2 separate regions of the Mus musculus genome follow, and region 2 is linked to region 1. Evidence: chromatin contacts called from public Hi-C data. All regions are on one chromosome and are shown on one strand. Each heading gives the region's core, a stretch centred on a gene start, on an enhancer-like site or on the middle of the called end of the contact. The rest is flanking DNA. Distances are from core to core; before and after follow the strand shown. Region 1 overlaps Dcaf6 (DDB1 and CUL4 associated factor 6). Region 2 overlaps Adcy10 (adenylate cyclase 10).

The links. Hi-C and Micro-C count contacts between places; a contact is called where the count stands out from the background.
Region 2: a contact with region 1 is called in a Hi-C map of liver, with 4 times the contacts expected there. The contact joins two enhancer-like sites. A contact is called at or near these places in 2 of 484 Hi-C or Micro-C datasets (CD4 T cells and liver), 2 of 115 datasets of contacts at active chromatin or transcription factors (double positive thymocytes and large pre-B cells) and 3 of 9 other capture datasets (adipose tissue, liver and pancreatic islet).

What each region holds. Positions count from the first base shown.
Region 1 is chr1:165,328,608-165,332,521 of GRCm38.p6, forward strand. Dcaf6 (DDB1 and CUL4 associated factor 6) reads right to left here. Exons shown (of 19, transcript NM_028759.1): 19 at 893-1,396. The coding sequence ends at 1,332. Among named protein-coding and RNA genes, the nearest start is that of Gpr161, 35 kb to the left of the region's middle. Within about 2 kb of position 2,129, at least 5 of the 459 cell types and tissues checked have an H3K27ac peak or open chromatin away from gene starts, as enhancers often do. A contact at or near this core is called in liver, where this site is marked.
Region 2 is chr1:165,508,383-165,512,358 of GRCm38.p6, forward strand. It overlaps Adcy10 (adenylate cyclase 10), which reads left to right. Exons shown (of 34, transcript NM_173029.3): 6 at 1,873-2,078. Among named protein-coding and RNA genes, the nearest start is that of Adcy10, 25 kb to the left of the region's middle. Within about 2 kb of position 2,084, at least 10 of the 459 cell types and tissues checked have an H3K27ac peak or open chromatin away from gene starts, as enhancers often do. A contact at or near this core is called in liver, where this site is marked.

The sequences.
Region 1 (3,914 bases), core at 879-3,378:
CCCATCTGGCAGCTCTGGCTTCTGGAAGAGGCTGGCAGCTATGGTTGCTTGTGGGGGTGACATTAGAACGTATATAACCAATAACCTGGTGCTGAGAAAAGACTTTATTTTTGTAAGTAGGTTGGAGAAATGTACAGATGTAATTGGATTGAGGGGCACAGACAGACAACGTAGGAGGTGGAAGAGGTCATGTCTATGGAGCAGTTCAGGAAAACACGGTGAGGTACACACAGTTCAGGAAAACACGGTAAGGTACACACAGTTCAGGAAAACACGGTAAGGTACACACAGGAAAACACGGTAAGGTACACACAGTTCAGGAAAACACGGTAAGGTACACACAGTTCAGGAAAACACGGTAAGGTACACACAGGAAAACACGGTAAGGTACACACAGTTCAGGAAAACACGGTAAGGTACACACAGGAAAACACGGTAAGGTACACACAGTTCAGGAAAACACGGTAAGGTACACACAGTTCAGGAAAACACGGTAAGGTACACACAGTTCAGGAAAACACGGTAAGGTACACACAGGCCTGGGGGACTGTCTGAAGTGGAGGTGGATGCTAGAGTCAGCTAACTGATCACAGTAATTCAGGAATATGGACAGAGAGGTAGACCAGAAGACAGCACCTTGAGTTTGTGCTAATGTAAATCATCTATAAGACCCAGTGACTGATTTGGATGAGGTGTCAACAGATCCTGAGAAGTAGCTCAAGAAAAGTGAAGAAAAAGGGAAGAGAACTGTAAAGGCCCTTTTACATTATCTGGTCACACAGAGGTCAAGATGGAAAGGACTATTAAATTCAGAAAACAGCAAGCCCTCTTTTGTTAGAGAAATGACTAGAAAATGTGGGTAAAGTAGCAAAGAATTAAATAAAAAGTCAAATTTAGGATATCTTAAAGCAACCAACATCTTTAATTAGAAAGCAACAAACATGCAAATGGCAAGTGTAGAAATTTATTTGAACCAACATTTTCACTACAATGAAAATGACTTCAGCATTGATCCAAGCTCCCACAGCGGAGGGTCAGGAAGTATTGCACTTTGCTTTTTTTTTTTTTTTTTTTTTTTTTTTGGACTCCATACACGGCAAAAGGTTTCAAAAAACATTTTGCTTACTTTGTTTTACACACTCTCCCAACTCATGCACACACTCATTCCAAACCAATGTTTGGTTATCCCCAAAATAGGGAAGAACTCCAAAAAAAAAAAAAAAAAAAAAAAACCCATAGCCTTAAATTGCACTAAAGTTCTGTAAAGAAAAAAAATATAATAAATGTCGTATACAAATCTCAGAACATCTAAGTGCTTGCCAAGGAGTTCTTTATTCTTCATCCTCATTTTCATTCTCCTGACCTGAACCTTCTGATCTGTCACCCTCCAGACGGTCTGGAAAACAGACATGAGAATCATACACACTCAAAATCCTTTTAGTATTTATCATAAATAACCCCTAGAACTTCATTTAAAACCACAAAAAACATTTCTAATTCAAAACTTAAGTATGTAAAAATCTACTCACTAGTATATACAGAAGTCTTGGTTTGGTTTTTGTTTTTTCGGAAACAAGGTCTTACTATGTAGCCTTGGCTGGCTTTGTAGACCAGGCTGGCCTCTAATTCACAGAGATCTACCTGCCTTGCATTTCTAGAGCTAGGATTAAAGTCATACACCACCAAACCTGGCTCTTAAAGGTTTTTTGTTTTTTTTTTTTTAAGATTTTCTTTTCAATGTTTTAAATTCTATGTATGTGCACCCATGCCCAGTAGGCATGTGTATATGAGAGCAGGTGCCTGTTGAGGCTGGAAGCCCTGGAAGCCCTGGAGCTGGTGATACAGGCGACTGTGAGCTGCCTAACGTCAGTCTTCTGAAAGAGCAGCACGTACTCTTTAACTGAGCCATGCCTCCAGCCCCAATATAAGCTTTCAATTTGGCGTCAAAAGGTAATGAAGAATGAAAACATAATACAGTATATACAATACCATATAATTTTAAACATACAAGACCTTGATATATTACATTCTCTTGCAGTGGTTTTCAAACAAGGTGTCTTGGAGGCTAAGTTTTAACTAAGGGGACCTGGAAGGGGATGCAAGAGAGAGAAGCCTGGAGAGAATGCTGATGTGTTCACCTTCTGACACTGTGACTTGATGTCATTTACAAAGTTCATGCTCCAAAACAGAGCAATCAGGTTGCAAAAATAAAACAAACAAAAACTTTGCCAAAAAAAAAAAAACCCCAAAAAAACTCTTACACTGGAAACAGTACTTTCAATGAAATTATGATTTTCCATTGGGCTAAATTCACAGCTATTTTGGGGCACATGGCCTGTGGGTAACCAGATGGACACATCTGTAAGAGGCTTGTGTACTTCTGTTTGTAAGATTTCTTAAAATTCAGTATCTACTACATTCCAGGAAGTGGCTAACCCTGAGATAACAATGGTGACTAAAATGAATGCAGTTTCTTCCCTCAAGGTAAGCCCTATCTGGTTCAATATTCAAGTGTACACATATGTCATGTACTTGGTGGCCACTGTACCATGCATGCTCTCCTAGGCTTATCCCATTTGCACTTGCTGTTCCTTTGCTTGGGGCATTTTTGCATAATCCATTAGACCATGCTTCTGCCCAGTACAACTATGAAGCTTTTTGCTAAACTTTCCCAACTTCTTCATGAGCTCCTTCCTCCACATTTTCTGGAAACTCCTTGATGAGCCTTACAACAATGACCCAGGTTACACTACTTGTGAACCTGTCGATTAGCTTTTGGATAATTTTGGATCTTTCTATCTTCAGGGCTTATACAGACCGTTCAGTGAAGGTGTTTAGTGTCCTTGGTTGGTTTCCGCAGCACTGAAGAATTCAACCTAGAGCCTCGGGCACAATAAGTAAGAAAGCACTGTGCCACAGAGCTTTACCCTGGAGCAAGGTTTACTGAAGGAATGGATGTGAGGTATGAAGATAAGCTGTATCGCACCAGGGTGTATGAAGACAATGGCAGAAAGCCACTGCCACAGTAAGGATAGCATTTAAGACATATATTGACAAGTGCATTTTCCCAAATACTGTGGAAAATATTAAAATAGATCAGGCTTAAAGATGTCCACAACAGAAGGACACCAAACACCAGATGGGAGGGAGCAGTTTAATGATAGAAACTCTGAGGAGAGGAAGGTTTTGGTTTATCATCTAGGGCTAGCATGGCAGAGTAATGGGCTGGCCTCAGGGCTGTACGTGAAACCCTGAGTCAAAGGGAATGTAGTTTCAAGTCAGGTTTAACGTTCATCAGGTAATGGCCTGGGCAAATTATTAAAGCCTAATTTAAAGGGTTACTATTTGAGAGACTGGAGAGACTTGCTGCTTTTGTAGAAGACCCAGGTTCAGTTCCCATCACCACACACTGGATCACAAACAACTGTAGCTCCAGGTCTATGGTATCCAACATTCTCTTTTGAACCCCCTTTGTGTTAGGCATGCATGTGTACATGCAGGTAAAACACTCATACCATACCATAAAATAAAATAAAATAAATCTAAAATAAAGTCTTTAATTTTTTTTTAAAGGGCTAGTATTTGCTGTGTCAGTGGTACATGGCTTTAATACTAGTACTCAGGAGGCAGAGGCAGGAGGATCTCTGTGAATCGAGGCCAGCCTGGTCTACAGAGCAAACTGCAGGACAACTAGGACTACAGAGAAGCCCTCTAAATAAATAAGTGAACAGTTAATATTTGATACAATATAAGTACTCTATAAATGATGCATAATACTCAACACGTGAATGAACTTATGAAGTCAGTGAGAAGTGATAAGCATACATAATACACACTTTTACTGTTATGAATACAGATTATGCAATTTACTCTGAAATATTAGTTGTAATGATACATAGTTTTCAGATCCAAGT
Region 2 (3,976 bases), core at 834-3,333, 180 kb after region 1:
GCTCTCTCTCTCTCTCTCTCTCTCTCTCTCTCTCTCTCTCTCTCTCCCTCTCCCTCTCCCTCCCTCCCTCCCTCCCTCTCTCTCTCTCTCTCTCTCTCTCTCTCACACACACACACACACACACACACTCACACAAATGATAATAATTTTTTTTTACAAATCACAAATATCAGAACTAATGGGATCATCATAGGATCATGGGATCAGAACCTATGATGATAGGATATCCAATTGATTGTTTCTCTTTAACTGTTGTCTTAGATAATCTATCTTTTTATGATGATTTTCAAATTTTCCAAATAAATATATTCTTTATAGTCAATACAACAGTGAATGTGAGGTGGTTTTTTTTGTTTGTTTTTATTTTTATTTTTATTTTTATTATAGGGCACCAAACTTAAGTAGGCCCCAAGGCTTTAGCATGATGGAAGTCCCATTCTGGCTGTAAAACTTGGCATGTACACAGCACCACCTGCCAAAACTAAAACAAAGACCTAATCCATCGAAGTCCATATAGTTCTGGGAAAGTCTCTAAATGTCCTAACCTTATTTTTTAGCTTCTGTAGTTCTGCTTCCGGCTAACTGTTCTTGTTAACTGAAGTGTGTCAACCCAGAACATGTTAGTTGTGCTTAGAAGCGCATCCTGAGAAAGGCTCAGGGCTACACTGGGATTCTGAACACCCAGTGTAGTTGCTGGCCAGCTAATAAAGACTTTCTGGTGCCTTAAATCCATGTTCGAGCAGTCTTCTCTGGTGAATACCCCACGGCATTTTTTTTTCCCAACGTCACTCAGAGAAACTAATGTTGTATACTTCTTGGAATAAAAATAATCCAGTCTGGGCCTGGTGGCACATGTCTGTAATCTCAGCGGGTGGAAGGTAAAAAAGCAGTAGTAGATGAAGTTCAAGGTCAGGCTCTGCTACTTACTGAATCAGAGGCCAGCCTGGGCTACGTGAAACCCTGTCAAAAAAAAAAAAAAAAAAAAAAAAGGATGATAGTAACCCAAACCATTATGTGCATTGTGAGGGGGGATAGTAAAGAGGTTTGCTTTGTCATCTTTCCTCTTTCTCTATAGTAAGCTACGTAGATGGAAACAAATATATATATATATATTATATATTTGTCCATGTTGTCTTCCTGGTAATATATATATTTGTCAAATATATATATGGACAAATGAGCATAGTTGGCTGCAAAGGGAGGGGGTGTTAGTAGGGTGGGGGTGGGAATGAACTCCTATAATGTCAGCACTTGGAAGAGTAAGGCTGGAAAATTGGTGGGAGTTTGAGGCCCAGCCAAGACTACAGTCACAAACAGAATCGGCACAACTATCAAAGATGGAAAACAAACTTATACTTTTTGTATGTATATGCATGTGTGTGTGTGTGTGTGTGTATATATACATATGTATATACAATTTTCATATGCATGTCATATCTTACAGCATCTCTGTACTATTATTCAGTTACCAAAACTTCATTTCTCAATTTGAAAACAAATTAGAGGAAGCCAGGCATGGAAGCCCATGACTTTAATTCCAGCACTCAGGAGGCAGATAGATCTCTGTTAGTTCCAGGCCAGCCTGGACTACTGAATGAGTTCCAGGACAGTCAGGGCTGTACAGAAACACCCTGTCTCAAAACATCTCCCATCCCCAAAAGGTGAAAATGAGGAATTGTGCTCTCTAGCTTTAAAAGATGGAGCCTCTGGGACGGCTGGGACCCCGTAGAGGCGTTTCTGATTTCTATGTAAAGTTTTGAAAGTGAGATTTTGCTTAGAGGTTGTGTAGCCACATCTGATTTTTCCAAGACCCAGTACTTCTGGGAAATAACCCAGAATGTGTTGTGCAAACCCATTGCTTGCTTCCTTCAGGGCTGGCTGCTGGCCACATCACCATGTTGGTCTTTGGGGATGAAACACGGAACTACTTCCTGGTGATTGGCCAGGCGGTGGATGATGTCCGCCTTGCTCAGAACATGGCTCAGATGAACGACGTTATTTTGTCACCAAACTGCTGGCAGCTCTGTGATCGGAGCATGATTGAAATTGAGAGGATTCCAGATCAGAGAGCAGTTAAGGTGAGAGTGCACTGTCTGCTGCCAGTGTGTGCCAGCAGGCTGTCTCCAGAGTCAGGGTTAGCCTAAGGACATGGCCTGTGGGAGGAGCCAGGGCTGCTGAGCCCAAGAAAGAAATGTTCCTCCCAACCCTCCACTGAGGGTAAATGAAGCTATAGGGTGACCTAGGGACAGCTGGGAGTTGTAATATCTGATCCTCATTTGTTTGTTTGTTTGTTGGTTTGATTGGTTTTTATTGAGTCAGGGGTCTCATGTAGGCCAAGCTAACCCTGAACTCATTGCCCTTAAATTACTGATCCTCCTGTCTCCACCTCCCGACTGCTGGGATTTCATTGTGTGCCCTGTGAATGGTAGCACTTGTTTTCTCTACCAGCAACCGCCTAACACTCATGAGTGGACTGTCAGCTATTTGCCAGACATACCCCCATCTGTTTTTGCCTGTTACTTCCTCACTGGTGGACTAAATTTCTGCATCTTTAAGTGGATATTAGCCCAAAACCTAGGATACCCAAGATATAAGATACAATGTGCTAAACGCATGAAACTCAAGAAGAATGAAGACTGAAGTGTGGACACTATGCTCCTCCTTAGAAATGGGAACAAAACACCCATGGAAGGAGTTACAGAGACAAAGTTTGGAGCTGAGACGAAAGGATGGACCATCTAGAGACTGCCATATCCAGGGATCCACCCCATAATCAGCTTCCAAACGCTGACACCATTGCATACACTAGCAAGATTTTGCTGAAAGGACCCAGATGTAGCTGTCTCTTGTGATACTATGCCAGGGCCTAGCAAACACAGAAGTGGATGCTCACAGTCAGCTATTGGATGGATCACAGGGCTCCCAATGGAGGAGCTAGAGAAAGTACCCAAGGAGCTAAAGGGATCTGCAACCCTATAGGTGGAACAACATTCTGAACTAACCAGTACCCCGGAGCTCTTGACTCTAGCTGCATATGTATCAAAAGATGGCCTAGTCGGCCATCACTGGAAAGAGAGGCCCATTGGACACGCAAACTGTATATGCCCCAGTACAGGGGAACGCCAGGGCCAAAACAATGGGAATGGGTGGGTAGGGAAGTGGGGGGGAGGGTATGGGGGACTTTTGAGATAGCATTGGAAATGTAATTGAGGAAAATATGTAATAAAAAATATTAAAAAAAATAAAGGCAGGAATATCAGAGGATGTGCCAGACTCAACGTATTGTATGACAGAATTCTAAGTGTTCCTCTCTCTCTCTCTCTCTCTCTCTCTCTCTCTCTAATGCCCATGCTTGAATGGATAATGCCTTCCAACTCTTTATCCAAGTCTGCAGAAAGGAGAGAGGGGGGGAGAGAGAGAGAGAGAGAAAAGGAAAAGGAAAAGGAAAAGGAAAAGGGAAAGAAAAGAAAAGAAAAGAAAAGAAAAGAAAAGAAAAGAAGGAAGAAAGTAATCTGGTTTTCTCAGGTTTTATTTGACTTGAAATGTTCAGAGATAAAGAACAAAGACCTTCAGGGTGGAAAAACATAAACAAGTGGCTTTGTGCATACATTTTGACCCTTAAGGTCTTGTTAAAAAAATAATTGGAAAAAATTTATTTTTTTTTCTCTTTTCTTTTTGAGCCAAAAGCTGAGCCTAGGACTTAGGAGCTAAGCATATACCCTGTCTGAGCTATGCCACTCAGCCTCTAAAATTACAACAGAATTTATTTTTTGGACAGTACCGGAGGACAGAAGCACACACATGCTAGGCCTGCAACCTGTCTCACTGAGTCATAGCTCCAGAATCTCTTTTTTTTTTTTTTTTTTTTTTTTTTTAATTTCAACTTTGAGGCAGAGCCTCACTAAGTAGCCCAGGGTGTCCTTGAACTTCCTTCATAGTAGAGGAAATCCTTAAATGTTTTTATCTTCCTGACTCA